Linked DNA regions of Mus musculus: region 1 is linked to region 2. A link is a contact called in public HiChIP or PLAC-seq data. All regions are on one chromosome and are shown on one strand. Each heading gives the region's core, a stretch centred on a gene start, on an enhancer-like site or on the middle of the called end of the contact. The rest is flanking DNA. Distances are from core to core; before and after follow the strand shown. Region 1 holds the start of Sycn (syncollin). Region 2 overlaps Lrfn1 (leucine rich repeat and fibronectin type III domain containing 1).

What was found. HiChIP or PLAC-seq counts read pairs in DNA pulled down with a chosen protein or histone mark.
Region 1: a contact with region 2 is called in an H3K4me3 HiChIP or PLAC-seq map of embryonic stem cells, with 27 read pairs. The contact joins the promoter of Sycn here to the enhancer-like site in region 2. A contact is called at or near these places in 20 of 39 promoter capture datasets (the 3T3-L1 cell line, 3T3-L1-derived adipocytes, the C10 cell line and 13 more), 69 of 484 Hi-C or Micro-C datasets (the 4T1 cell line, the 63-12 cell line, the AtT-20 cell line and 49 more), 22 of 115 datasets of contacts at active chromatin or transcription factors (the 230-238 cell line, CD8 T cells, bone marrow-derived dendritic cells and 16 more) and 5 of 9 other capture datasets (adipose tissue, embryonic stem cells, liver and 2 more).

Annotation. Positions count from the first base shown.
Region 1 is chr7:28,538,052-28,542,185 of GRCm38.p6, forward strand. It overlaps Sycn (syncollin), which reads left to right and starts at 2,834. Exons shown (of 2, transcript NM_026716.3): 1 at 2,834-3,253; 2 at 4,023-4,134. The coding sequence starts at 2,859. The coding sequence ends at 4,032.
Region 2 is chr7:28,462,941-28,466,788 of GRCm38.p6, forward strand. It overlaps Lrfn1 (leucine rich repeat and fibronectin type III domain containing 1), which reads left to right. Exons shown (of 5, transcript NM_001141921.1): 5 at 3,649-3,848. Among named protein-coding and RNA genes, the nearest start is that of Lrfn1, 13 kb to the left of the region's middle. Within about 2 kb of position 1,676, at least 92 of the 459 cell types and tissues checked have an H3K27ac peak or open chromatin away from gene starts, as enhancers often do. A contact at or near this core is called in the 230-238 cell line, the CH12 cell line, the HPC-7 cell line and 8 more, where this site is marked.

The DNA of each region.
Region 1 (4,134 bases), core at 1,584-4,083, 76 kb after region 2:
AGACTCACAGATCTCCACTTGCCTCGGCCTCCTGGGTCCTGGGATTAAAGGTGAACTCCACCATTCAGCTCTCCACTTGTTTTTGCTATTAAACAATGTAAATCATTTTTGCTCTACATGTACGAGTGTGCCACCTAGGTGTCTAATGCCGTGAAGCCCGGAAGAAAGGGTTGGGTCCACTGGAACTGGAGTTATAAGCAGCTCTAAGCCATTACGTGGGCTCTGGAAACTGAGGCCTGCTCCTCTCTCTGGCAGTGCTCTTAACTGCTGAGCCATTCTTCCAGCCTCTGTCCACTTATCTTTGAGACCGGGTCTCCCTGGGACCTGGAGGCCGCCAGATCAGCTGTTGTGCCTACTGGGGAGCAGGAGCTCTGCCTTTCCCGGCACTGGATTAAAAGCTCTGCGGGTGTGCCTGGCCATCTGCACTGGTGCTGGGATTTGAACTCCGGGCCACATATTGCAGGCTTTTGGTTTGGTTTGGCTTGGTTTGGTTTGGTTTGGTTTTTTTCTGAGACAGAGTTTCTCTGTGTAGCCCTGGCTGTCCTGGAACTCACTCTGTAGACCAGGCTGGCCTCGAACTCAGAAACCCGCCTGCCTCTGCATACATGGTGGCGCTAGAGATGAGTCCCTCACACATGCAAGGCTCATCCTCCATCACTGACTTCCATCCCAGGCACCGAAACACACTGTCAGCCATCCACTGTCACCATTACAATCCAACAAACAGCATTGGAGAAAAGCACTGTCCATTTCCCAGGCGAAGAGACTGTGTGGGGTGCATGTCTATAATGCAGCACTAGGGAGGCTGAGACAGGAGGATGGCTGTAAGTTTAAGGCCAGCTATGTTGGGAGCTATTAAGGCAACGCTATTGTCCTGATCTCTAAATTGGGCCTCTCCCTCCCCCCACCCCAGAAGAAAAGAGGGTCAAAAGCGGGCCACCGACACACTGCTCTGAGAACAACCACAGAAGGTTCCAGCCCTAAATCATCGCAGATGTCCTGACCACACCCTGATACCGCCAAGTTCCTGCTTCCAGGTGTAACTGCCTAAAGAATGTGCAATTCTATTGCCCCACCCCTCCCACTGATAAGTACCTGTACTTCCCCTTTTCCTTGTACAATTCTATTGCCCCATCCTTCCTGCTGAAAGGCACTTCCCCTTTTGCTTGTGCATTTAAGCCTTGGGCCTTTCTCAATACAGTGGGGTCTTGATGCAATTCAGAACATTTCCGGGTCGTTATTCGCACCAGACCCTCGTCTCTCTCTACCCACCATTTGGTTCTTAGGAGAAGGTCCCCTCGAGACCCTCGAATAACTGGACCTGCTGGACGGGTCACAGCTATATATTGAGACCCTACCTCAGAAAACTAAAATAAGAGGAGAAGGTAAAAAAAGAAGGAGGAGGAAGAGGAGAAGGAGGAGGAGGAGGAAGAGGAGGAAGGAGAGAAGGAGGGGAGAAAGCCTCCAGGTGTGGCTGGAGGCTGTGGGTTCTATACCCAGAACCACACACAAACAGAACTCCAGCTCTTGAGGTAAGGGAGAGGGTGGACGCCACGCCCCTGTCCTCTCCCCTGCCTGTGCTTTTGGGTGGAGGGAGGGGTGGGGAAGAGGAAGCTCATCTCTTCGTCCATTTGTAAACACTCCGTATAGCATAGCTACATCTAGATTTTGGGAACCCTTTTTAATTCACCAAGTACTTATTTAGTTAAGTTAATATCCCCAGCCCTTTCAGTTGTACAAACAGTCTCACTCTGTAGCCCAAGCTGGCCCACAGCTTCTTCTCCTACCTCAGGTTCCTCAGTGCTGGGATTTGAGGTCTGTGCCGACTTTTTCAGCCTTTCCCTTTTATCTTTCTCTTCCCTTTTTATGTGTCCATGTGTCCGTGTGTGGCATATGCACACACGTGTGAGATATATGCATTAATGTGCATGTGTACACAAAGGCCACAGGAGGGCTGATCTATCTATTCTGATCCATCAACAAAGTAATGTCAAGAGACGAGGTCTCTCACTGAACCTGGAGCTAGGCTGCCAGTCAGCAAGTCTCAGCCATCCTCCTGCCTCTGCCCCCTGCAGTGCTGGTGTTATAAGTGCCACATTCCCATGGGTGCTGGGGCTCAGAACTCAGGTTTCCCTGCTGAGCCATCTCTCCAGTCCTGACTTTTCCCATTTAAAACCTTTAATTTATTTTTTAATTATGTGTGAACATGCATGTCTCTGTGGGTGTGCGTGCATGTGATTGTAAGGTGCCCATAGACGCCCAAAGTGATGAGTCTCCTGGATCATGGCCCTCTTCAAGGATATGAACTCGGAATCATCTCCTTTCTATCTATCTATCTATCTATCTATCTATCTATCTATCTATCTATCTATCTATCATCTATCTATCTATCTATCTATCTATCCCCCATTCACCCAGGATCCCAAATACATCCCCAGGGCTTTGACTCCTATTTGCTTTGTAGCCAAAGATAACCTTGAGCTCCTGATCCCCCTGCCTCTACTTCCTCATTGCTTTCCCCCACCACAGCTACTCTGTAAACAATGGCAAGGGATCAAATCCCAGGTTTTACGAGTGCTAGGCAAACACTCTGAGCCTTATCTCCAACCCCTAGACTGTCTTTAACCAGTCCAAGGCGTTAGGGTTTTATCCCCATCTTGTATTTACTATTCAGTGGTGTGATGTTTTCCACACTGCTCAGGTAGGTCTCTGGTGCCAAGGACAGGGGGCGTGTCCTCATTCCAGTGAGCGCCAAGGACAGGGGGTGTGTCCTCATTCCTCCCTTGTCTTTATCTCATATATTCTCTCTTCCCATGGGTCATAAGTGCACCTCAGACCTCTCATGGTTCATTGTCACCATGTCCCTGCTGTGCCCACTGCTGCTGGCTTTAGCCCTGGTGGCTGTCCCTGGTGCCCATGGCAATTGCCCGGTGCCCGCAGACCTGAAGAAGTCAGATGGGACGCGTACGTGCGCCAGACTCTATGAGAAGAGTGATCCATACTATGACAACTGCTGCCAGGGGCCCGTGTTGTCTGTGGAGCCAGGTACTGACCTGCCCTATCTGCCCTCGGGCTGGTCTAACACTGCATCGTCTCTGGTAGTGGGCCAGCGCTGTGAGATCACTGTGTGGTCTCTCCCCGGTAAGCATGGCAAGACCCGCAAGTTCACCGCGGGTTCTTACCCTCGCCTGGAAGAGTACCGCAAAGGCATCTTTGGAGACTGGTCCGACTCCATCTCTGCCCTCTACTGCAAGTGAGTACCTACCCAATCCCACCACCCAAACCCAAGGCTCGCTCCCACAGAATCCAGAGACCCCCAGATTCATACTAAGAAAAGTAGATTTCTCCTTAGAAACTGTTCCTGGAGGTCCCATCTCTGAGTGCACCCCCTAGACTAATCCTGTCATCTTCTATCTTATGGCCCTCACCACCACCCCTAGGCTCTTAGACAAACTCTAGGCTCCCCATACCAGGAAGTCAACAATGCCAACCAACTTGTGCCTCCATTCTAGAAACCCTTCCACTCAGCGCCGCCCTAATTCTGCACTTGCATGAGGTTTCCTGGCCTAAGAATGAGGGGGTCACTGGCTCCTCTGGGGTCCTTAGACCCCTAAGCCAGCCCTGCCTCATTACATTCGAAAGCCCCTAGATCCAACTCTGAGACTTAAAAACCTCTCAGGCCTCGAGACCCCAGGCCCAAATCTTGAAGAGTCAGTCTGGTCTAACCCTCCACCCCCACCCACTTTGTTTAGATTAGCCCCAAATCCTGAAACCATTTGTAGACCTCCCAGGCTCATTCCTAGTGGTCCCCAGGTCCAGCAATCGTCCCAAGACCCACAGACCTCGGGTATCCTCTGTTTCACTGTAACAACACCCCAAGTCAGCTCAGCGGAATCCCTCAAAAAAAAAATGCCTGACCCCAAGCTCCTCAACCTGGAGCCTTGAACCCCTCCTCAGACCTTCCCACACGGGACAATCTCTGTCCGGACACCCCCTGTTGGGAATTCATGTTTCTGTTACAGGTGCTATTGATGCCTTGAGGCTCTGTCTACCCAGCCTGGCCTTGGGAATTGCTGTAGCTCCAAGAGCCAGGAGGCAAGATGACCCCACGACCTGCTCTCATAGCTTCCCTGT
Region 2 (3,848 bases), core at 426-2,925:
TCATTATCTTCTGAGACTACAGGGACTGTATCACTACACCAAGTACACACTTCCTCATTTTGCTTTGGCTGTCAGGACTGAGGACATTGTGTCAGAAGCCCTCCCTAGATAGACAGACGGACACATTCTTACAGACAGTCAGCAGACCAAGGCCCCAACAGAAACTCTCACAAATTATGTACAGAGATGCAGCTGTTTGCTATAAAGCTGTTACCATCACCTCTATTTATTTCATTAAAAAATTTTTTTAAAGATTTTATTTATTTTTATTATATGTAAGTACACTGTAGTTGTCTTCAGACACTCCAGAAGAGGGAGTCAGATCTCGTTACGGATGGTTGTGAGCCGCCATGTGGTTGCTGGGATTTGAACTTCAGACCTTCAGAAGAGCAGTTGGGTGCTCTTACCCACTGAGCCATCTCACCAGCCCCTCATTAAAATTTTTTAAAATTATTTTTTGGGTGGTGGTGGCGCACGCCTTTAATCCCAGTACTCGGGAAGCAGAGGCAGGCGGATCTCTGAGTTTGAGGACAGCTTAGTCTACAGAGGAAGTACTAGGACAGCCAGGGCTACACAGAGAAACCCTGTCTCAAGCAAAGAAAGAAAGAAAGGAAGAAAGAAAGAAAGAAAGAAAGAAAGAAAGAAAGAAAGAAAGAAAGACAGACAGACAGACAGACAGACAGACAGACAAGAAAGAAAGAAAGAAAGAAAGAAAGAAAGAAAGAAAGAAAGGAAGGAAGAAAGGAAGAAAGAAAGAAAGAAGAAAAATTACTTAAGTGTGTCATTTAACATTCTTAAAATTATGCGTGTGTGTGCGTGTGTGCACGTGTGCCATAACATACATATGGCAATCAGAGGACATCTTGTGAGAATCTGTTCTCTCCTTCCACCATGTCTTAGGGGTCAGATTCTGGTTGTTACATTGGTAGCAGGCTCCCTTACCCACTGAGCTATCTGGCCAGCCTTTATTTTATTTTTATTCATTCATTTTTATGGTACTGTTGATTGAACTTAAGGCCTCACATATGCTAGGCAATCCTCCTGTAATAAACCAAGCTCCTCACTGGGGGATTCTAGGCAGGGCCTCTACCACTGAACCACGCCTCCAGCCTCTCACTGGGGGATTCTAGGCAGGGGCTCTACCACTGAGCCACGCCCCCGGCCCCTCACTGGGGGATTCTAAGCTTGTGCTCTACCACTAAGCCACACCCTCATTTCTCTTTCTTTTCAGTCACAGAACTCGATGCTCTGTGGGAGAGATCATTTGCTCTCACCGAGAGCGGCAGAGCTGTCTTTCATATGCTTGAACGCACACTTATTGAATACCTAGTGTTTGCCAGGCAGGGATGGTGGGGAGATGGATGATGCGTTTCTGTCATTTGGATTGTGTGGTTTTTCATCGCTCTTCACTGTTCCTCTCTGATCCATAGCCATAGTGTGGCAGGGTGGGGGAAAGCTCCAGACCCAGTATGTAAGCAGATCTTGGTGGTCGCTTCTCCTCAGTTGGGCAAGGATACTTCTTCCCCGAGGGCCCCAGTTCTATCCTGCATCCTCCTTTGCAGATGCTTGTATAGATAGGATGGCACTGCAGGGGTTAACTTCCTCTCTGCAGCCATGGGCTGAGGTGACATCCAACAAGAAGCCTGCTCAGCTGCTTGCTCTGGTCTGACAGCCAATGAGAGACTCGTGGGCCCAGGCTTTCTTAAGGAGCCAGTGACTGTCCTTGAAAAGGGGGGAGCCCCTAGCAACTGGTTATTTGGGGAGAAGATCCAAGGAAATCCAAGCCTCAAGGAGAAGAAAAGGGAAAGTTACAGCCAAGAAGGGGGACAGGGCAGCTTGAGGTGGGTGGTTTATGGAAAATGAAGAACTTAAGGTGGGGTCTTTTGGGGAGGGTGGGACCTATGCCTGAAGTCCAGATGGCAGGGACCTTCTTGGAGAGGGTCTCAGGACCAGCAGGCAGCAGGCCTGTGGGGCTCTGACAGGTAAGCACGCTCGGAGACAGGGCATGGCTTTTTGGAGGAGGTGGAACTTGTTCTGCATGGTATCAAGCAGAGGAAGGGGCGGTGCTTGTCTCTGGTGAGCCACTAAGAGCCTTGGCAAGAGAGGAGAGCTTGCGCGGTTGGTTGCAGCGCATGCCAGTCAGGGCACACTCCACACTCTGGATTCCCTGAGGCTGGAAGTAGCCCAAACAGACTGTGCCAAGATACGCTCATCAAAAGACACCTAAGTCTGGGAGGGAATGTCCCTAGGGTGGATCTTAGAGGGATGTAGAGGGTGCAGCGGGTGAGATGGCTGAGTGGCTTAAAAGGCACTTTCTACCAAGCCTGTTGACCCGAGACTCGAGTTCAATCCCTGGGTCACATATGGTGGAAGGAGAGAACAGACTCCTGCAAGTTGTCCACTGATCTCATCTTTGCACACACGTATATACACGTTAATCAAAGTAATTTAGATGAGGTCAGGCCAGTTAACAATGATATTGTTGTAGACTAAATGTAATCGAAAAAGAGACAGATGGGCAGATATCCTTGGAGTGGGAGCCCACAGAGTTGCTGGAAACCCTGGATGGGACATTAGCTCACAGTGACATCCTTAGACACCCTGGGCTTTGTTTGGGTGCGTTAACTCATTCATTCCCTGTGCTGTCTCAAGGATATAGGAATTCTCATTGTTCCTGTTAGAGGGAAATGGTACACAGAGAAGTTAAGAAACAGGTGTGTGGTCACAGAGCTAGCAAAGGGCAGAGAGGTGGCTCCCGGGTATTTAACTGAAGGACTTTGCTATGCTATGTACCTTATTTGAGAGGAGGCTATAGCAAAGAACGAAGCCCATGCTTGGCTACAGTTTAGTCAGTTGTAGATAAGTATGTGGAAGGTATGCTTCAGTGAATTGGTTCCTGGAATTCTGGTGGTACAACGAAGAGCGTTCATAGAACAGCCGGTTGCCTCTAGAGGAGCTGTCCCAAGGTGCCTCGAAGGGCTTGTAAGCCAGAGTGCAACTTAGAAGGGCAGTGAGTGGGAATATGTAGCTTAGGTGCTTTGGAAACTGAGCCAGGAGCTGGGGCTGGCCTTGCAGCATGCTCCCTTCCGGAAAGGTAAGAGTGTATCAAAGAGGAGAGTGGAGTGCTTGCAGGAAGTCCTGGATTTGTTCCCTATCACCACAAAAACAAACAAACAAACAAACAAACAAAACCCAGACAAACCAATATGTACACATCTGTAAGCCTGAAATTCCAGCATTCAGGAGGTGGAGGCTGGTTGAAGACCAGGGACTACCAGTCCACCACCCTTAACTCCAATGTCCATCTGAATGGAGGAAGGGCACACAGATTGGGGGGGGGGGGGTGGCCATAGCATTGATCTCCTTAAATGATAGCTGTGTACAGGGAGAGTGAGTGATAATATTCCAAGGTAGAGCAGAGATAGTCCCAGTAGGTGATGCTAAAGTCCGGTGGTTCTGGAGGCGTGGCATATAGATGAGGGGGGTGTGGTCTGGAGCAGTGACGAGAGGCTGGCATTATATTGACTTGAATGGATCCTGTAGTCTGCGTAGACGCCAGTAGCATGGTTTCCCACAGTTAGGGTGTAAAGTGAAGGGACATGGTTAAGAGTGGGGCTAACTGCGTCCTGATTGCACCCCTTTCCACAGGATGATCCCTTCTACCAGCCAGACCTTCCTAGTGAATGACCTGGCGGCTGGCCGCGCCTATGATTTGTGTGTGTTGGCAGTCTATGACGACGGGGCCACCGCTCTGCCGGCTACCAGAGTGGTGGGCTGTGTGCAATTCACCACCGCGGGAGATCCTGCACCATGCCGCCCGCTGAGGGCCCATTTCTTGGGCGGCACCA